Regions from separate parts of the Mus musculus genome. Here region 1 is linked to region 2. Evidence: chromatin contacts called from public HiChIP or PLAC-seq data. All regions are on one chromosome and are shown on one strand. Each heading gives the region's core, a stretch centred on a gene start, on an enhancer-like site or on the middle of the called end of the contact. The rest is flanking DNA. Distances are from core to core; before and after follow the strand shown. Region 1 has its middle 110 kb from the start of Gm35722. Region 2 has its middle 37 kb from the start of 1700017N19Rik.

Evidence for each region. HiChIP or PLAC-seq counts read pairs in DNA pulled down with a chosen protein or histone mark.
Region 1: a contact with region 2 is called in a RAD21 HiChIP or PLAC-seq map of pro-B cells, with 3 times the contacts expected there. The contact joins two enhancer-like sites. A contact is called at or near these places in 1 of 15 datasets of contacts at CTCF or cohesin (pro-B cells) and 1 of 115 datasets of contacts at active chromatin or transcription factors (large pre-B cells).

What each region holds. Positions count from the first base shown.
Region 1 is chr10:100,850,528-100,856,899 of GRCm38.p6, reverse strand. No RefSeq gene overlaps it. Among named protein-coding and RNA genes, the nearest start is that of Gm35722, 110 kb to the right of the region's middle. Within about 2 kb of position 3,154, at least 2 of the 459 cell types and tissues checked have an H3K27ac peak or open chromatin away from gene starts, as enhancers often do. A contact at or near this core is called in pro-B cells, where this site is marked.
Region 2 is chr10:100,626,602-100,632,852 of GRCm38.p6, reverse strand. No RefSeq gene overlaps it. Among named protein-coding and RNA genes, the nearest start is that of 1700017N19Rik, 37 kb to the right of the region's middle. Within about 2 kb of position 2,657, at least 34 of the 459 cell types and tissues checked have an H3K27ac peak or open chromatin away from gene starts, as enhancers often do. A contact at or near this core is called in pro-B cells, where this site is marked.

The DNA.
Region 1 (6,372 bases), core at 1,905-4,404, 220 kb before region 2:
CACATATATCATTTTATGGGTAAATTAGGTAAAGAATTCATTCTACCAACCTAATTAGCAACAATAAAGACTTCACTTGTTTTAAGTAAAACCAAGCGAAACAACAGCAGCAAAACAAACCTCACAGTGTGTGGGTTGCCTTCTCTAAACACTATCTAACATAATTGCTCGCTTAGCTCTCCCACTGTGAAAACCATTAGCTATAGGTTCGCTATGTACACTTACATAGTTTGTGCACTATACAAAAGTACTCAAGGGAGAGAATGAGAACCTTAATCCAAGGAGAATGCTATTCCCTAACCCTGCATCCCAGCATGAGGCTCTGTCCTCCAGGCACAAAACAGAGGAATCAAAACATACTTCTTTTATAGTCTGGAATGCCAGCATCTCCAAAACCACCTTAAAATGGGACTTGTGCCTAGAGGGAAGACTTGTTCTAATTTGTGCACTCAGGGGGAGTGCCTTCTAATTCCCATGTAGTTCTTATGTGGGTTAACTGCAGACATCCCTGCTTATAGCACCTCATAGGTAGTTATGTGTAGAACATTTGGGTGCAAATTATGAGCCAAGGACAATCATGAATTGATTGTTGAACTAAGAGACATCAGTAAGTGTCCTAGAGTTCACTACACAGATGACTTTCATCACTAATCAATTATCCATCCAAAACGGAACTGATAGTCTCTTCTGTGGAAAGTACTATACACAAAGGAGATTATATCAGATATAAAATACACTGAAGATTTAGATCACAATATTCCTCTCCCACTTTTTCAGGAGAAATGCTGACGCAGGGGTGTTAGATGGTGGAGAATAGAAGGAAGGTAAGAAAAAGCTGACAGGAACTAAGAATGTATGAAGAAGCAAAAAAAAAAAAAAACCTGCCGTTCTTTATAAATTAATTAAAATAGATTTTTACATATAAAATGAGCTTGAACAGAAGTATATTTTATAGGAGGAAAATGTTTCTCCTGGATGTCATGAGTTATTTTAAAAAATCATATTGCATACAATAGGTTACCTCCCTATGAATTATTGGCCAAAGATGCACCAGAATCCAAAAGGAGTATATATTTTTGCTATGTCTCTTGACTGCTAGCCATAAGTAAATGGTAAGACCCTATTGTGAAAGACCCACACATTTTGATTACTGGACACAGAGAAATTAATCTTGAACTACCTACAAAATTTCTTCCTTGTGTATACATTTTCTACTGCTGAAAGGTTCTCTGAAGGCTCCTAAATGACAAGAGACACAGATAAGACCCAGAACTGAACCCTGAAGGGGACAACATTGACCTGACAAGTAATAAGTGCCCCTAGATGAAGTGGAAATTTCTTGTCGTATCAGGTGATGCTGTCTCACATGATGTTTTTTTCTGAATCAAAGCCCTTGAGAAGGTACGTGAAGTAGAACTCAAAACACAGTGACTAGACACCTGCATGGCTAGCCTTACAATGATTTGTTGGTCTAGAGTCTTCACTACATTAAGAGAGGGATGACAGAGAACTTGTCATGATGCCCTGGTTGGTTCTGGTCACTCCTGCTGACTTGAGCTGATTTGCCAGAGGCCTAGCTGTTTCTGCTGGATTATGCCACTGCTACTGATTAGTGTTTGCTATCCTGACCCTAATGAACTGGACAGCTTGTATTATGACAGCAGAGATTGGAATCACCCTCAAAGAACTACTTCTAAACAGATCCACATCCCCTTATCCCTTTTACCATCTTTTCTCCCCTACCTTTGAACAGTGGGCTAGAAGCTGTGTCAAAGAATTTGATAACACATATTAAAGTAAGCTTGAAAAATCTAAGCCTCCACATAGGTATACTATTGGCAACAATAAGAGTAAGCAACTACTCTTTTGTTTGAATTGAAAGTCTGTTCCGCAGGAGAGAATTTATTTTTATATTGAAAATATGTTCAAAACCCAAGGCCAGGGAAGTCATAGACACTAGAGGAGCACTTACTGGTGTATTTTGCCTAACTGGTTATGTTGTTAAATGGTACTCTTTACATCCATTTACCTGTCCATGGATTTATACTCTTCTCAATCTTTATCAGGGAAGATTTTTGCAGAGAGTAGTGATTAAGTCAAATACTGGTAACTCTTCAAATATCTGAGAATAAATGAAGACTGAGGAAATGAGAAAGGGAGGGAGGGAGAGAGGGGAGGGAGAGAGAGAGAGAGAGAGAGAGAGAGAGACAGAGAATATGCTATCAACATATTTATGATACCTTTTTATTTGCTTGTGGTTTAGAGTTGGCCATCAATTTTCTAGGTACCATTTCAATGCACATTAATCACTAAGTGGTCTGTTCTCTGAGAAAATATCTACTTCAAAATACTATTGATTTTCCCTTTCTAATTCATCAGGGTAATACTCCCCTGTTGCTTTCTTCAAATGGAGACACATATCGCATTAATTTTTAGACATGTCAATCTTAGAATTTCATACACCTCCTGTGGCATAATGACTGACATTATCAGGAGCACAGTGCACTGCATACCAAAATCAAACTGCCCATTATCTATTCAGACAAATATGCTGCCCTGTTTGTAATGGATAAATTTTAAAGGAAGAAATTCTGTGTGATACATCAGACATAACATGGGGTGGGGATATTATTTGCTCAAGAGGGTACCATTCTCTCATTATCAATAATTCCCTAGAGGTTGAATAAAATGTGCTACCTATGTCTGGAGAGCTTCTGTAGAACATATTCTTCTAACACATGGAAATAATTTCACACAAATGTGCTTTTCTACCCAGCATCTCATTTCCTTCCATGCTATTATTAGAAGTGGCTGTTTACTTAGTTTCCTGTGCTGCTTTTTACACTCTTGACATATTTAAGATACACGTTTGCATTAAGCCAATGAACTCACCACCGTCTGTGCATTGTGAGAAAACCTTCAGTGTCGTCCTTTCTCTTCTCTAAATGTATCTTTTCTGCACAAAATCCAGTCATCTTTTTACTGGGTCATTCATTTTGTCAATATCTCTCCTGGTCTCATTCGGAACAAAACAAAACAAAAATAGTATTATTACCAGCCCTTGACACTTGCATTCTTCTTAGCAACCCTCTTATCTACCAACCACACACAGTGCATCCAGAGGACCATTGCTTCAGGTGGTCCTGCAACCCAACAGCTGTGTTTTTTTTTCCCCTTGACATCATGATGTTGACATATAAGGGAAATCCCACTGAATGAGATCTTCTTATCCTTTTGTTTTTCTCTGTGCCATTTGTCACAGTTGGATTGATATTATATTAGTTATTAGGAGTGGGGTTTGGGAGAAGGTTGTGTTTTTCCATTCATCTCTCTTTTTAAAGTTTGAATTTATTTTTTTGATACAATATCTCTCTGTGTAGCTCTGACTGGCCTGCATTTCACAAATAGACTGGTTTCAAATTTGCAATGAACCTTCTACTTCTTGCCCCCTAGTGCTGAGATTATAGACATGCACAGCTGGGCACCACACTATATTAAGTTATCATATGATTCCATCTGCTTGAAATAGGAACCTTAAAAGCACAGGCCTTACTAGCTCACTTCAGTGTCAGCATAGTATCTGCCATAGAAGCAGGAGCCCAGCAAAGATTTATGAAGTGAATGATGTAACATCATTTGAATACTATGATTTGAAAGGCATTGAAATGTCTTTATTTCCTCTGAAAATTCCCAGTTACAGTGTGCAAATTATTATATATTCCTGCCTTTTTTAAATGCATAAGAACTTCCACTGAGCAAAAGACAAATTATTCAATACCAGTAGCAGTATATAAGTATTTGCAAGAAAATGTTTTTTTTAAGTTCCTTTAAATGATTGCTACTATTAGGAACTAGATAACAATACTAGGGCAGACAATTCTAGAAACAATCTTTCCAGAAGTTAATAATTACCAACAATTAACATTATAATTGTGGATATAATTTTAGAAAAGTTCACTATTCTACAAGTTACCCTTGACTGTGGCCATTTCATTATATAGAAATAGAAACTGACATTTATTACATATGCTTTTTTGCGCAGGCACATCAACTAGAAAGAATATACAAAAACAGTAACTATCCTGTGCTACTTTTGTATATTTGAATACTATTTAATGCATTTCTAGTATATGTAATGTCGAGAACAATTTTACCATTAAAAAAAAATGGATCTCATGGCACATGCCTCCAATCTCAGAATTTGAGAGATACAATCACAAGACTCTAAGAATTTCATAAATTCATTGTTTCTAATAGTTGTGTAGTACTCCATTGTGTAAATGTACCACATTTTCTGTATCCATTCCTCTGTTGAGAGACATTTGGGTTCTTTCCAGCTTCTGGCTATCATAAATAAGGCTGCTATGAACACAGTGGAGGATGGATCCTAATTAAAAGTTGGAGCATCTTCTGGGTATATGCCCAGGAAAGGTATTGCTGGATCTTCCAGTAGAACTATGTCCAATTTTCTGAGGAACCGCCAAACTGATTTCCAGCGTGGTTGTACATGCTTGCAGTCCCATCAGCAATGAAGGAGTGTTCCGATTTCTCTACATCCTCGCCAGCATCTGCTGTCAACTGAATTTGTGATCTTAGCTATTCTGACTGGTGTGAGGTGGAATCTCAGGACTGTTTTGATTTGCATTTTCCTGATGTTTAAGGATGTTGAACATTTTTTTTTAGGTGCTTCTGAGCCATTCGGTATTCCTCAGTTGAGAATTCTTTGTTTGCCTCTGTACCCCATTTTTAATAGGGTTTTTTGGTTATCTTGAGTCCAACTTCTGAGTTCCTCATATATATTGGATATTAGCCCTCTATCAGATATAGGATTGGTAAAGATCTTTTCCCAATCTGTTGGTTGCCAGTGTCTTACTGTCTAATTGACAGTGTCCTTTGCCGTACAGAAGCCTTGAGATTTTATGACGTCCTATTTGTCTATTCTTAATCTTACAGCACACTATTGCTGTTCTGTTCAGGAATCTTTTTTCTGTGCCCACATCTTCAAGGCTCTTCCCCATTTTCTCCTAAGTGAGGTAACCCAATCACAAAAGAACACACATGATAGGCACTTACTGATAAGTGGATATTAGCCCAGACACTCAGAATCCTTCTTAGAAGGGGGAACAAAATACCCATGGAAGGAGTTACAGAGACAAAAGTTCAGAGCAGAGACTAAAGGAACGACCATCCAGAGACTGCCCTACTTGGGGATCTATCCCATAAACAATCACCAAACACAGATACTATTGCAGATGCCAACAAGAGTTTCCTGACAGGAGCCTGATGTAGCTGTCTCCTGAGAGGCTCTGCCAGTGCCTGGCAAACACAGAAGAGGATGCTCACAGTCATTCATTGGATGGAGCACAGGGTCCCTAATGAAGGAGCTAGAGAAAGTACCCAAGGAGCTGAACGGGTTTGCAGACTCATAGGAGGAACATCAATATGAACTAACCAGTAACACCCAGAGCTTCCTGGGACTAAAACATCAATCAAAGAAAACACATGGTGGGACTTGTGGCTCTAGCTGCATATATAGCACAGGATGGCCTAGTTGGTCATCACTCAGATGGGAGGAGAGGCCCTAGCTCCTGTGAAGGTTTTAGGCCCCAGTACAGGGGAATGCCAAGACCAGGAATGGTTGTGGGTGGGTTGGGGATCAGGGAAAAGGGGGAGGGGATAGGGGATTTTCAGAGAGGAAACTAGAAAAGGGAATAACATTTAAAATGTAAATAAAGAAAATATCAAAGAAAAAATATAACCCATAAATTTTCCAGCTACAAAAAATATGTAGCAATCTTTTAAGCTCTAGGAAATCACTAATACGTTGTGTTAGGTAGTGGGGTCGGGAGGTGTATGTGTAGTAAGGTTTATGTTACAGTGAGAATGTAGAGGACAGAAGGCAACTTTTAGACATTGGTTATCTCCTTCCACTATGTAGGCTTTAGTAACTTTTAACAAGTCATCAGGCTTTGAAGTAAATATTTCGCCTGCTGATCCATTTTGACAGCCAGCCCTGACTAATACTATTTCCATGTGAATTTATGTTGAAGGCTTTATACTCTCCTTATTGAAATTTCTAATAGTAGATTTACACTTTTATCCTTGTCCTTAATTTCTAGTGCATGCTCAGAAATGATGGCTGTCTAACTGGATTGCTGGGAAAGATCTTTCTGCAGAAAAAAAAAAAAGTCATCTACGTAAGAATGAGTACTGTGAGAACCAGGGCATTGCAGCCTTCATGGGAGAGCTACCAATGCAGTTTGCTGTGTGCATTGAACAGAGCATCTGAATAAAGTATATTTCTCCACAAAATATGAATCCTTCCTCAGCAAATTTATACTTTTTTCATTACTCCTTCATTTTATGATAATA
Region 2 (6,251 bases), core at 1,408-3,907:
GAAAGAAAGAAAGAAGAAAAGAGAAGAGAAGAGAAGAGAAGAGAAGAGAAGAGAAGAGAAGAGAAAAGAAAAGAAAAGAAAAGAAAAGAAAAGAAAAGAAAAGAAAAGAAAAGAAAAGAAAAGAAAAGAAAAGAAAAGAAAAAAGAAAAGAAAAGAGTCTGTAAACAGTAAACAATCCCAACAAACTCACTGGTTCATATCTCTCTCTCTCTCTCTCTCTCTCTCTCTCTCTCTCTCTCTCTCTCTAGGTATTTCTTAATTTCATTTCCAGTGCTATCCCAAAAGTCCCACACACACTCCCCCCCCCAGTCCCCTCCCCGCACCACTCCCACTTCTGGGCCCTGGCGTTCCCCAATACTGAGGCATATAAAGTTTGCAAGTCCAATGGGCCTCTCTTTCCACTGATGGCTGACTAGGCCAACTTCTGATACATATGCAGCTAGAGACACGAGCTCTGGGGTACTAGTTAGTTCATAATGTTGTTCCACCAATAGGGTTGCAGACCCCTTTAGCTCCTTGGGTACTTTCTCTAGCTCCTCCATTGGGGGCCCTGTGATCCATCCAATAGCTAACTGTGAGCATCCACTTGTATGTTTGCTAGGCCCCAGCATAGCCTCACAAGAGACAGCTCTATCAGGGTCCTTTCAGCAAAATCTTGCTAGTGTATGCAATGGTGTCAGCGTTTGGAGGCTGTCACCACTAATTTCTTAGCTCCAGCTAACTAGCACCAACTGTCCCAGTAGTCTCCTTCTCCCCTTAACTATAAAGCCAGAGACACATAGCCAAAGCTGCCTGAGTTCTACTGCTAGCAGGAGGTGGAACATAGCTCCCTTGTTCAATTACATTATCACTAGCTTCCTCTTTTCCAACTCTTTCACTGCCTAAGTTTGGCTGTCCTTGATTGTGCTTAGCTGTCCTTGATTTTGCTCTGTAGATTAACCTTGAACTCAGAGATCTACATTCCTGTCTCCTGAGATTAAAGGTGTGTACCGCCATGCCTGGATCCAAATTTAACTGGGTAGGATCTTGCCCCAAAGTTCCACTCCCTTAATTTGTTATCTCCTTAAACTCAGGATTCAGCTCCATTTCACTTCTTGGGGCCCCTTTAATACTCGAAATATATTTTTTATATTTTTCCTTTCTCAGTTTGTTTAAAATGCTCTTCATGAAACTTAACCAGAGAACAAAGTCTATGATGGGCATTTCTGTGACTTCCTTTGTCAATGCAATTAATCTGAGTCTCTTCACCTTAGCCTCAGACATACTCTTCAGACAAGAGCAAAAAGCAGCCACATTCTTCACCAAAATACCTCAAAAACTGTCTAGAGACACATATTGAAACTCTCTACTGAAACCTCTTATGCCAGGTCCACAAAATTCAAATCACTTTCCATAACAAAGTTCTACTTCATGTGAAGGCTGCTAGCAGAATACTCATCACATCCAGGCAGCTAGTATGAGGGTATTAAAGCCCGCCCCACCACACACAGTGACACACCTACTCCAAGAAGGCCACATCTCCTAATAGTGCCACTCCCTGGGCCAAGGATTGACAAGTCATCACAGTGTGATGTTATACAATTTGTGAATTTCATATACCTCCCAAACTTCCAAAGAGCAGGGACCATTTGGTTTTGACCAGCTATTCAATTTCTAGTCCACAGAATTTGGCTGTGTAATAGAAGCCTAATAACGTTTCACACGAATAAAAGAAAGGAAAAAAGTAAGAAGAATTAAGATTTTATTATGAGCTCATGTGCTCTGGTATTCCAGGCACTATTGGGAAAGAATTTGGAGGGAGAAAAGGGAGGAGCAAATGATATAATTTTCTTATAATCTCAAATTAAAAGGCAATAAAAGTGTATCTATAGCCTTCTCTATACCCCTGATGGTGTGGTATGTTGTTAATGTAACAAGGACATTTTGTGAGAATCATGTTTGTAAATACCATCATCAAAAAGGATTTCTTGAATTAATGTATTTATAGTCAACTGTTGAACAGAGGATGATCTTGAAATGGCACACGGTCTCTCAGTGCCTCTTTCTTACCCTTACACACTCCTTAATTGATTTATCATATAATAACTCAAAATCTCCACTGAACAGCATCCTTCATGCCCAAAATGGGTTGTCACCTCTCGTATATTTTATTTATGTTTTCAAATAACAAAATACAATCCCAGTTTTGCACAATCTTGTGCCCTTTTTGTTCTTGCTGTAAATATAGGTACTCCTCCTTTGACATTTCCATACGTTTATTAGCCCTGCTTCTGTTCTGGACTCTGACTCTGCCTCTCTCTCTCTCTCTCTCTCTCTCTCTCTCTCTCTCTCTCTCTCTCTCTCTCTCTCTCTCTCTCTCTCTGCCTGACCCAATTTCTTTTCTGATTTTGTTTCCTGCATCCTCCTCTATTCCCTGATGGAAAGAGATTCTCACCCCATCTCAAGCATTTATGACTTGCCGGTTTTAGTAAGGCCACAGGGCAACCATGTCATCTTCTTTTGGAAAAGGAACATATACCAAAGCTGTAGCCTAGCCCTGGAGAGGAATACCAAATTTGAACGGAGGCGACCTAGGCTGCTCTCTTCTCTAACATCACGCAATTCATTGCTGCTAGCGTGATTTCAGCCCAGGCATCAAGAGGAAAATATGCCTTGGGGTGTTCCCTGCTCTATCCTTCTTTATGCTTTTATTTTCAAATAGTATAGACGCCCCCAAGCTACATTATAGCTCCTCCAAATCCTTATGAAAACGAAATATCGTTTTTCTTCCTATAAAGTCTCTTCGATGAAAAGGTTATGCTTTGTTTACTTTCATTTCTGAAGGCTCCTACTGCTAGCATCAGCGAGGTAGAAATAAATGTGTCCAAACAAAATGTCTTATTGGGAAGGCGGGCTAGATTTACGATCCGTTTCTGTGACCGTGCTGCCCTCTAGCGATCACGAGGCGGTTATTTTCCTTCAATTTATGACAACTTAAATGAAAGTTGTGACTCCTCGAATGATGGGATTGACTTAGGAACAGCATTGCAATGAGAATATTCGTGTTGTTGTAAGCCATAGCTGCGCTCAAAGAAGCAAAGAGGGAGATTTTTTTTTTGGCACAAATAAGAATTCCATCAAATGTTTTGAAACAATAATCCTGGTCATCATGACTTTACTGGAAAAGAGTCTGAGGTTGAGCAGATAGTTATGGGCAAAGTTGTGGCATAGAGCATTGTGGAGGCCTCTCTGTAAGTTAGTGAGTCTGAAAGGGTCTTTTGTGGTTATGCCTGTCAGGAAACCCATAGGCTAGATCGATTTCTTCCTTTGGAGTCTCTCTCCTCTGTTGTTGTTGGAAGGAAGGAAGCAACTCTGTTTTGGTCACCAACTGTAGTTTTTGCCTTTCCCATTTCAATCTTATTTTCAAGCTCTATTTGAGGATTTGGTTCTGTTGTTACTAAAGTATGGCTGTTATAAGGTCTATATTCAGAAATAAATAATTACACTTTAAGTAGTAAATAACAGTGTGTGTTGATAACTTTGTAGGCTATGAATACATTTTTAAAAAATTTTTGTAAGATACATTCACTGATATTTTCAATTGCCATTCCCTTTGATCTCTTTCTCTGTCTCTCTGTCTCTGTCTCTGTCTCTGTCTCTGTCTCTGTCTCTGTCTCTGTCTCTCTCTCTCTCTCTCTCTCTCTCTCTCTTCCTTCCCTCATTGTCCTGTGTGTTTGTGTATGTATGTGTTCCTGTGCATATATGAATCAACTTCAAATATTTTTCCTCAGGAACTATTCACATTCTTGAGCCAGGGCCTCACCCTGGCTTGGAACCATGGTGTAGGCTAGGTTGACCAGTAAGCCCTAAGCATCCACTTGTCTCCAACCCACTAGAATTACAAATATGTACTACTGCATTGAGCTTTGTTATTGCTTTGCTTCTATAGGTTGATTTTTAGGTTTTTTTTTTTTTTAGAATTTCTTTGAGTTCAAATTCTACTCTCCCCTTTGTTCAAATTAACCTTGAAGTCTTTCTTCCTCAATAATTCTATGGGAAAGTCTGTGGACTATGCTGTTAAATGCATCAGAACTCAACCTTTTCTTAATGTGTCACACAATTGACCTCTTGACCTACACACCCAATCTCTGGTTTGTAGTGTTAAGCCTTCAGCTGGTTTCCCTGAGGCCACAGCTCCTCTCCCACTTAGAGTGCACGAGCCTCGGCAGTTCCTCAGAAATAAATGGACAATACACCATTCCTCCTCACAAACATTTCAAATGCCTTCCCTCCTCTCCCAGGGCAAGACTAACTTCTGGAGCTCACCACACAGTTCATGCCTACCTACCATACCCCCCTTCACTCAAAGACAATACCCCCAAAGGCCTTAACATTCCCAGGAGCATCTCTAAATTGTAAGGAGATTTTTTTAACTGCTCCCCCTTCGCCACTCCTAACCTCAGTTTTCTTAGAGCACTTATCTTAGGAAAGTTGTCATTGTAAATGCCCCTTTTAGATTTTAGCAATACCTCTGCACCTGATTTTCAATTCAGGGACAATCTACTAGATGTAATCTTCAAGGGAAACTACACCACACTTCTCTTACCTTCTAAGACAGGGAGAGACTTTCTTTTCTTTTCTTTTTTCTTCTTGTTCTGGCCCCTGCGCAACCCAGCTCCAAGATTTATTTATTATATATAAGTACCCTGTAGCTGACTTCAGACACACCAGAAGAGGGAATCAGATCTCATTATGGATGGTTGTGAGCCACCATGTGGTTACTGAGATCTGAATTCAGGACCTTCGGAAGAGCAGTCAGTGCTCTTAACCCCTGAGCCATCTCTCCAGCACCCCCCCCCCCCGCAGCCCCGAGCCTAACTTTCTCTTCTGCAGTTGTAACAGTGCCCAAGGTGGGGAGAATACAGCGGTTTCCATTTTATCACATGTTTTGTTTTTCAGTGAAGCCAATAGCAGGAGCAGATGGTTCAGCAATCCCTCATCCCAGCTCTTCACATCACCAGCCCTTTGGGGAGTTGAGCTTAGCCTCCGTGTCATGTTACATATAAAGCATTGTTTACTCCTCTATCTTTGTTCACAGAAGTTTTTCTTTGACAATGCAAGTGTGTTTGTTCCTTCAGTGCGTGTATCTGAAGTATCCTCCTTATTGTGCTGACCCTTGGTGTGCCCTAAGTATACAAGGAGGCGAGAAAGCATGGTCAGCCAGCCCGATTTCTTCACAAGGCTTTGTTCAAACTGACACTCTATGAGTAAGTTCCACATCTTACATCAAACAGCAAGCTGCCCCATCTCTCCTCTCCCCCACTTAATGTTCCATCCTTCTCCACTAAACGGACAATTTCTAACCATACTATGCCTTCTTTCTTTGATAAGTTGACTCAGACATGGTGTTTATCACCACAGAAATGTGACTAACACGGAAGTTGGTACCCAGTTGGCCTGGAATCCTTCTTCTAGGCCTGGAATTCATAGATTTTTGTCTTTGTATTGTGGTATCACAAATTCCTCCATATCCCTTTTTGTTTTTGTCATATCCTGTGGGTGCTCTAACTCTTTTTCTGTATCTTTAAATCCTGATAATCCATCTTCTACTTGACATATACCTCTGGAAAGCTCTTTCCCCGAGTTTTCTAATTCATTTGTTAAAATTTTCAAGTCCCTCTTCATTTCAGCTTGAGTTTTCTTAGCATTTTTCTCTCTTTACTGAATTTATTGTTCAAATCATGGATTGTCTTTGTTGTTTCAATCAGCTGTACACTTGTGTTTTCTTAATCTTTAACCAAGAATTTCTTCTTTGCCTATTTCAGTTCATCCAGGTTTTCATTCTTGCCCTTTTAAAGCTGCCTCAACTAATGGATCCCTTTTTCCATTGTTCTCTTAAATTATGTGCCTAGGAGTCCTTCTAAGCAATTCTCATCTTGTGAACTTTTCTATAGTACTTTCAGAAGACCATACTGTTTGTATTTTTGCAATGAGCCCTGGGTATGTGCATTTGTTTCATTGGTTGTATGTCTCATAGGAAATTCTGGTCTGCCTTTTAAAAAGTTTGGTTCTGTTTTTCATGTTCTCCAAAGTTTCAGATCCAATCAAAAGAGTGTATAGATCAGCCCCTTCAAATGTTCTGTGTTGAGTTATTATTGGAGACTGAGTGATCCAATCTTGTGGTAACTGAGAAGGCACACTATCATCACTCTCAGCTGACTCCAGGGACTGGGACACGAAGGACTCACCAAGAAAGTGTGTAAATGAGTAGG